Regions from separate parts of the Mus musculus genome. Here region 2 is linked to region 1. Evidence: chromatin contacts called from public HiChIP or PLAC-seq data. All regions are on one chromosome and are shown on one strand. The core of a region is the stretch at or near the end of the contact, and the rest is flanking DNA. Distances in the headings are between cores, read along the strand shown. Region 1 has its middle 60 kb from the start of Gm35154. Region 2 has its middle 22 kb from the start of Mir1929.

The links. HiChIP or PLAC-seq counts read pairs in DNA pulled down with a chosen protein or histone mark.
Region 2: a contact with region 1 is called in an H3K4me3 HiChIP or PLAC-seq map of bone marrow-derived macrophages, with 2.6 times the contacts expected there. The contact joins two enhancer-like sites. A contact is called at or near these places in 4 of 39 promoter capture datasets (3T3-L1-derived adipocytes, embryonic stem cells, liver and 1 more), 12 of 484 Hi-C or Micro-C datasets (CD4 T cells, Th1 cells, centrocytes and 4 more), 4 of 115 datasets of contacts at active chromatin or transcription factors (CD8 T cells, bone marrow-derived macrophages and embryonic stem cells) and 2 of 9 other capture datasets (embryonic stem cells and liver).

Annotation. Positions count from the first base shown.
Region 1 is chr10:44,537,071-44,541,261 of GRCm38.p6, forward strand. No RefSeq gene overlaps it. Among named protein-coding and RNA genes, the nearest start is that of Gm35154, 60 kb to the right of the region's middle. Within about 2 kb of position 2,136, at least 71 of the 459 cell types and tissues checked have an H3K27ac peak or open chromatin away from gene starts, as enhancers often do. A contact at or near this core is called in CD8 T cells, bone marrow-derived macrophages, centrocytes and 1 more, where this site is marked.
Region 2 is chr10:44,379,280-44,383,470 of GRCm38.p6, forward strand. No RefSeq gene overlaps it. Among named protein-coding and RNA genes, the nearest start is that of Mir1929, 22 kb to the left of the region's middle. Within about 2 kb of position 1,677, at least 189 of the 459 cell types and tissues checked have an H3K27ac peak or open chromatin away from gene starts, as enhancers often do. A contact at or near this core is called in CD8 T cells, bone marrow-derived macrophages, centrocytes and 1 more, where this site is marked.

The DNA of each region.
Region 1 (4,191 bases), core at 886-3,385:
AGGCACACAGGAACATAATACATAGTACTTATAGTACTTGGTATTGGTATGTATGCAGGCCTGACTCATATTATGTATTTGATAAAGCTTTAAAATTTTAATAATGTATGGAAATATAGGTAATACCTTGCCTGCCTATCTTAGTCTTTTCTCTTTGTCTATTGCTGTACATAGCAGCTGGCTCAGATTTCCTTTGCTATTAGTATTTCTTTGTGCCCTGGAAGTGTGTCATGAGTACTACACACACTCATTACATCACATTATGTCTCCATCGACACTGAGAGGAAAAGTTTATTGAGCAGGTCTGAAAGCCTCCTTTTGCTTGGCCTGTATCCCTTGCCTTGGGATGATTCTTATTCCTTTCATGGAAGAAAAGGAAAGACAGAAGGAAGGAAAACCACAATTTGATTCCTTGACAGATTTCAGTTTTCCCTTTATAGCTCTGTTTAAAAGGAATATAAAATATTCATTATTTTTACTTTATGTATGTAAGTGCTTTACCTGAGTGTACTACATGTATGCCTCGTGCCCATGGAGGGCAGAAGACGGTATTGGATCTCTTAGAACTGGACTTACAGACAGTTGTGAGCTACCATATGGGTGCTGGGAATTGAACCTGTGACCTCTGGAAGAGCAATACATGCTGAGCCACTGCCCTACCCTACTTTCCTGTTGCTGGTTTCTTATCTGGGGTGAGTAGACATTTGTTCACATCTCCCCAGAAATAGTGTCACACCACAGTGAGAGAGGAGTAGGCTATCTCTTGAGCAGAAAAAGAGGGCCTGGGCAAGAACCTACTAGCTACTGAGACTGTCCCTGTGGTCTCTCTGTAAGACCTGCTATCACTGGACCAGACAAGGAAGACACACAGGCCAGGCTGGACGACAGGATCTGGAAACTTTTCCATTTTACAGTTTGACTCAAACAACAGAAATGAATTTTCTCTTTATTCTGGAGGCAGGAAGTTTAACACTTGAGGTTAACAGGTTTGCTTTCCCCTGAGGCCTCTCTCTCGTCTTGCAGATGGTGTCTTACTGCGTCTCATGTTTTTTCTCTCTCTAGTCCCCTTGTCTATTCAGGCGAGTAAGACCTAAGGCGAGGGGCTACAGGACTTGGAGTAGGAGGTGCTTAACTTCAACTTCCTTAAACTGGGCCAATCCTATCCAGATTCCCATCAGCCTTCTAGTCTGCTTCTTAGGCAAGGCTCATGCTGTGGTAGGCTTGCGTGTGGGAATGTGACAGGATTTATTTAGTTCAGGAACTTGGAAAGTCGCTCCCTCCCCAGTGTGCCTTTCCTTTTGCCTTGACACGCTTTCTCCTAGCTATGCTCTCTCGCCTGGTTTTACTCATTCTATGACACCCCACCTCTGCCTGAACCATGTAAGTAGGTCAGCAGTCCTAAGGAAGGGTCTGGTGCACTAGGTCACCTTCAGTTCTTGGTGTGACCTGGAGCTTAATTTCACCAAGCCGTGCTTACGGTAATCAGATAACACTAAAGGTATCATCTCACTGTCTAAGCCGCCCCCGGAGCCCCTTAATTTCACAAATTAAGAAGAAGAACAGCCAGGCCAAATAATTTACGCAGGGTCACACAGCAGCTAATAAATGGTAGACCTAAATATAGAATTAACATTTGAGGCCCAGGGCCCCAGACTTCTTTGGAAAGATGGAAATAGGCTCTGGATCCTGAAAGCTCAGGAGCTGAGAGTCAGAGACCGCATCTGAACCTTCTTCATGGCTTTCTCTGGGGGGTGTGGCCTCCCTCCAGCTCAACTGACCCAAAATAGGCATTTTAAACACCATCTCTCAGAGTCTCTGCTGATACCCAAACAACTTAGCGTCAACCACAGGGGCTTTGGGTTTCCCCAGCCTTGCTTGGCGGTCCGGGATCCCCTCTGAAGATCCCCACATCTCATCTATAAGGAAACTAGAAATCGGGAACTGCGGTTTTGGGAACCGAGAATCTCAAGAGCACTGGCCACAGACAGGCCTGTGGTGTGGGCTCCCTCAGCCCAGCTTCGAGGAGACTTATAGGTCGGTGTGGGATGAGCCTGCAGAACCCACGTGTGAGACACAGCTCCACACCAGGCTGGCATGGCTCAGGGACAGAGGTACCTGCATCTCCAGAACTTAGCCTGCAAACTAGGACTCCTGACTGCTCCCCCACCTCCTCCGCAGCAAGGAGCACTGGTCTGGCAGTCACCCTGACTTCTTGTCGCCACCACTTTTAAAAATGAGGAAGTTGAGTAGTAACCGGTTTTACTTTGTGGAATCACGAATTCTCAGGAACGGTTGGTTAGCTAACAGGGATCCTGAAAACGTAATTGCTCATCGAGTGGACTTCTAGGAAAATGTGAAGGTTAAAAAACTTGAAAATTCTGATGATTTTTTTTTTTTTTTTTTTTTTTTTTTTTTACCGTGATGAGTCAGTTAAACCCTTTGCTTGCCGCTGGCGGCTGCCCCTGCCCGTACAACAAAGGGACCAGTCAATGAAGGTTTCTTTGATGGTTCTGTTTGGAAACCCAAAGGCAAGCAGCCAGTGCTTTTCAGTCACAAATTAGAGTTTCAATTTGAGTTCACCTTAATTACCTTAAAAATGTAAACATTTGTCTCACACCGAAGTTGTTTCTCAAGCAACACCTTTAGATATGTTAATTCACTGATCCATTAAAACAAACACAAATCTCTTTTTTTCCTTATCAACTCACTCTTTTGCCTTTTTTTTTGTTTTGTTTTGTTTTTTAAAGAAGGGGTTGATTTTTTAAAATGAATTCTGAAGAAAATGTAATTAATATGTTTGGCAACACTGGTAAAATATAATAGATATAATAGTGCGATGGGGAGAAAGACAGAGTTTTAGTTCCCTTTCTTGCTCCATTACTCACTTACTTGATGTGGCCTCTGACAAGTCCCTTCAGTGTCCTGAGCCTCAGGCTCTCTCCATCTGTAACAAGGGGGATGACTTACCATCTCCATGCCTCCTGGGGGTGTTGTAAGGGTTAACGAGATATGTGATCACTGCTTTGATTCTAGGGTGAATGACCCTGTACAAATAAAGCATGATTATATATCAGATTCATCTTTGATTCATCCGAATAAGTGGGCCTCCCCTTATTAACTCTCTTCCTGTTAAAATTTCAAAATTGGACTGTCTGGTTTTTAAGTAGGCAGTGTGGTGGCATTCGATACTTGATACCCTTTGTGAAAGTCCTCCACAAGTTATATTACCCCATGAAGGGAGAGGTTCTGTTTGATTGCTTTTCTCATTGTGCTACCCAATGTCTCTATCTATTCAAGTTTAATCAACATTTTTTCTTTCCAGGGAATTACAAGAGTGCAGGGGTGCATGCCGAGCTGTATGGTGTAGCTCTAGCATGTTCTAGTTGAATTCCATCTATGGCTTATAATGACTCACTGAGATGTGTACGTTGTCATTACCATAGACACAGAATGCAGGCAGAGGGATTTTCATTTAATTAATGGGTAAAACAGGGAAGACCTAGAACGGAAGAAGCAACCTCAGAGTAGTGTCAGGCGTCAGGGTCATTTGTAGCAAGAGAGGTGCTTCTTTGAAACTTCTGATGGCAATCTTTGGTCAGAGACTTTTTTGCAACATTGTCTAGCAGGTATGGGATTTACCATCTGTGTTGTTGTCTTCACCAGGCCAAACTGAAGTGATGGACTAGGGAAATTTTACTTAATGGCAAAAGATGGGGCTCAGAATTGGCCCAACATTGAAAACCCCTATTACTACCCTTTCAAGAAAAGAACCAACTTCCTACTACGCTAAAAGAAAAGAACCAACAGAAGCTTTTGTGGGGTCACCAGCTGATTTTTAGAAGTTTCCCAAAGGGTAAAATCTTAAGGGGTATAAAGAACTGAGCTAGACTGCTTTCAGGTATTGAACTGATTCCTTCCTGTAGCCAAGGCCTTGGAGTTCATGCTGACATTTTCTAAAGTATGCTATATTTGAATAACAATCCTGCAGATTTTAGAGAAGATTGTAGAGGAAACTGCAACCCGATACAATATAGCCAGTAGAAAATTGCAACATTAGAGGAGTTTCTAGCCATCACATAACAAAGAGATCACACACCCTTACTAGTGAGGGAGAAAGAGAAGCTTTGCGTTATTAGACCTCTTTTTCATGAAACAAACAAAACAGAAAGATCCTTTATTCATCCCCGGGAA
Region 2 (4,191 bases), core at 427-2,926, 160 kb before region 1:
GCTTCATGTTCTTGTCAACTACATGTTGAATATCCTCACCTCACTCCCAAAATACACTGACACACACAGACACAGATACACACAAACACACACATACACACAGATACACTCTCACACACTCACACAGATATACACAGTGACACACACAGACACACTAACACACATTCACATACATGCACACTGATACACAGATACTGACACACATACACACTGACACACACACACACATAGAGATACACTCAAACAGACATACTCACACAGAGACACACAAACACTCTCACAAACACACACACACACACACACACACACACACACACACCACCACCACCACCACCTCAGTCTCCTTCAGTGTCTGCCTACCCTCCATCATCTTCAGTTTTTCCTGCAACCTTTGATCTCAAGCTGTCCTCTGAAGTCTGTGTCTGTCCGACCTGACAGATGAGGCTAAGCCTGGCCCTCTTGCAAGCTGGCCTGTGCCAGAGTTGTCTAGGCAATGTTTGTTGCTTTTTAATGATAAGTATAACTTCTGGGGAGTGCTAATTTTAAAAACTTTTTAAAGGTCAATGCCATACTTCTGTTGAGCCAGCTCACCTGGAGATTGGCTTTAGTGATGGGATTCTCTGCTTTGGCTCTGCTATGCTGTTCTCAAGCCCACACACTGGACCTTCTTGGTCCAGTTGTCCATGTTTCCATAGTTGACCAAATTGTTTACCCTAATTCCCCCACAGTTAAGAAAATTCTGTGACATTGTCAAGAAAGCCATTGTCCATTTAAAAGGTCATTCATCTTTTTAAAGGTCTCGTTCATCTCATTCATCTTTTTCTCTCATTCATCTTCCATTGGTATTTTCTGCCTGTGTTCACTGTCTGCGCAACAGCGTGGCTGTTCAGCGCTCTCCATATGGACCTTTGATCCCTCCCAGATTGCAGATTTCTGGAGACCAAAGCCAGAGAGCTTGGTACCACTCCTGAGGTGAAGGGCAGAACGGGCGCAGCCTGTCTGAGGACTCTCGAGAGGGTTCTGCCAAGCACATGGCTCTCTACTTTTCTCCTCTGTTATTTCCAGAAAGTCTCACAAACTCCTTCCATCTCAATTCGGGCCTTCTTCAACAAGCAGAGACAGATTTAAGGTGAGGGACTTCTCCGGCTGGCCCTGCAGCCGGGGTCTGAAAGTGACGTGTCAGGCAGGGGTTGGGGCGTGGTTGGCCTCCACCCTCGGCTGGAAAAGGACATTTTTTTTTTTCAAGGAGAAGGTCTTGTCTCTGTGTCTACCTCATCGCAATCCTCTTTGTCTGGTTTCTTCCTCCTACCCAGTCTCCTTTGCCTGCCTTCCCCTTTCCCTGACTGACTTCCAGGCTACCCCTCCCCCAGCCTGTCTTCGTGCCTTCCTCCTTACACTCGCCTGATCCTCTGTGCGTCTGGTCGGTTTCTGTTCCCTCTTGTTCTTTTTCTTTCACTTTCCGCCGCCCACCCGTCATTTTTAACAGTGTCATCATGACTTACAGTGTGGGAACATGGAACTCAGCGTCTCCCACATTACACAGCCATCTCCGGATTCCATGTGACCAGCACTCTTGCCCTTCGCTATGAGGGCAGAATTGATGCCCCACCACTTCCCAGCTGCCAAGGCCCAACTCTCTCTGAGTCTCTGCTTCCTGCTCACTGCAGAGGAGGGCAAGGCTAGAGCGGGAGGATGGGGCAGCTGCTCGTACAACTGCGAGCGGAGGTTTCTAGTACTGACATATATGACTATCTTCATAATCGACAGAGCTCAGCTGAAACATCCAAGTCAAACGAATAGCAGGGTCTCAGTCATACACAGAAAGCACTCTTCCCTTTTTCTTCCCTCAGCCCCACACATGCAGGCTTGTGCAATCAGTTCTTATATAAAGATCTGCTTGAAGTCAGGCCTGGGGTTTCTCGGAGGCATTATACCCCCCTTTCAAAGGTCAGGGTTCACTCAGAGCAGCTAGAGTAACCTGGATGTTAAGAGTTGGGAGGGGAGGCACCTCGAGGTTTCCGGGAATAGGACCTTCTTAGACTCTGTTTCACAATGCAAAGAATGGTTTGTATGTCTCACATGCAAACCAGATTTGTTGATCTGAGTGGCAATGTCCCTTTGCAACTGTGACCAAGGATGGAAATTAAGCCTGTCTCTGTCTCAGAGGCTGGGCTTCTGCCAAGCACTCCGTTTACTGCTGGTTTGCTACCTTAACCCTTGGCAGCAGCCCGGGGCTCTGCTTGCAGCCAGCACCCAGCCAACACAGTGAAAGTGATCTTTGCATTGAGCTGTCTGCCTACAGGTCTCTACAGGCATCTCCTGCCCTGGCCTGTCTGCAGAGCCAGAGAGGCTGGCTGACAGGAAAGTGAGCCAAGGCTCCTGGCAACGTTCCAAGTCCCAGAAAGGAACTGCACCTAATCCAGCATCCTCTTCCTTTTTTTTTTTTTTTTTTTTTTTTTTCAGGTGCAAGTGGTTAAAATTCACAGTCATGGTTCCACTGAGTGGAGAAGCTTCACTCCCAACACAGCAGGGCCGGTCCGGCGCTGGGGCCCAGTTAAAGGTGATTAAGCTGTTTAGAACAGAACGGATGCTCAAAAAAGGGGCCTCCAGCCACGTTCCTCTCTGTTCTGCTGTAGGATGCTGGACACAAAGGCCCTCGGCAGCTGCCACCCCTCAGTCTCGAACTTGCCTAGAACCCTGAGCAGAGACATAGTCGGTTCACTATCCGGTACCGACCGGTTCTGGTATTCTGTGACAGTGGTAAGCGAAACGAAGCCACCTCCCATGGGCGCACCCTCCCACGACACCTGCAAGAGAGCAGCCACAAAGCATGAGGCTGCTGGTCCGTAAAGACCTCGAAGTGGCCTCAGAGGCCCAGTTCGGGTACTGAGAAAGTATTGATGTTTATGGACTATGCAAAGATGGTCTGAAGAAAAGGGAAAATACAGCAGAGATCTTCCTACATAGGAATGCAGTTTCAAAACACAATTTGAAAAGAACTATTTCTAGGGGCTGAAGAGGTGGCTCAGCAGTTAAGAACACTGGGAGCAACTCCAGAAGACCCAGGTTCAATTCTCAGTGCCCACATGGCAGCTCACAACTGTTTATAACTCCAGGTCCAGGAGATCAAACACCCTTCCAAATACATAATGTAGGCAAAACACCAATGCACATAAAATTGAAAGAAAGAAAGAAAGAAAGAAAGAAAGAAGGAAAGAGAGAGAGAGAGAGAGAAAGAGAAAGAAAGAGAGAAAGAGAAAGAGAGAAAGAGAGAAAGAAGAAAATAAATCCGGGTAACGGTGGCACATGCCCTTAATCCCAGCACTCGGGAGGTAGAGGCAGGGGAATCTCTGTAAATTTCAGAATAGCCAGAGCTGCACAGAGAAACCCTGACTCAAAAAAAAAAAAAAAAAAAAAAAAAAAAAAGAAAGAAAAAAAAAAGAAAAAGAAAAGAAAAAGGAAAAGGAAAAGGAAGGAAGGGAGGAGGAAGCGGAGGGGAACTAGTTCTATAAAACCGTAGCTTTCATCCGTATTCACTAAAGGGCAGCAGTCTACCACTCCAGGCTGCCTTATATCAGAACTAAATGTGTAATGCTGCCCAGGCTGAGTACTCACCTTAGGGTCCTTTTAACTGGTTTTGAAAGTTTCAAAGCTGAACTTCCTAAGGGCTTTGCCCTAGACCTATCGATACACATGGAAATGTAAGGGGGAAAAATCCTTTAACCTCCATATATATACACATACATACATATTAATCTGAAAAAAAAAGGAGAAATTGAGATGTAATAGTAGAGGCAGGACTAGCAGTAACTGACTAATACTTACTATGCTCATATGCGGTATGAGTGTAAACGTCATACACACGCAGTGTCAGGTTTTTTAAATTCGATTGTATGACTGAAATGCTTGGTAGAACTTCTGCTTCTGGCCAGGATGGGATAATCGACCCAATGTGTCTTCCTTCCTGCAATAACCTCCAGGAGGAAAGCAGACAGAACACACAAAGCGCTTGTTTTCACAACAGCAGACCTCAGGCAGTACAGAGCAGTGCTCCCTGAGAACCGGGAAACAAACGAGGGGCCCTGGGCTTGCCTTCACCTGCTAGACCGCACTCGGGTTGCTTAATAAGTGGGAACTGTGTTTTGTTCTTAACGTTTGGCACCCTTTTTCTAACTGGGTTGTAAAGTCTTT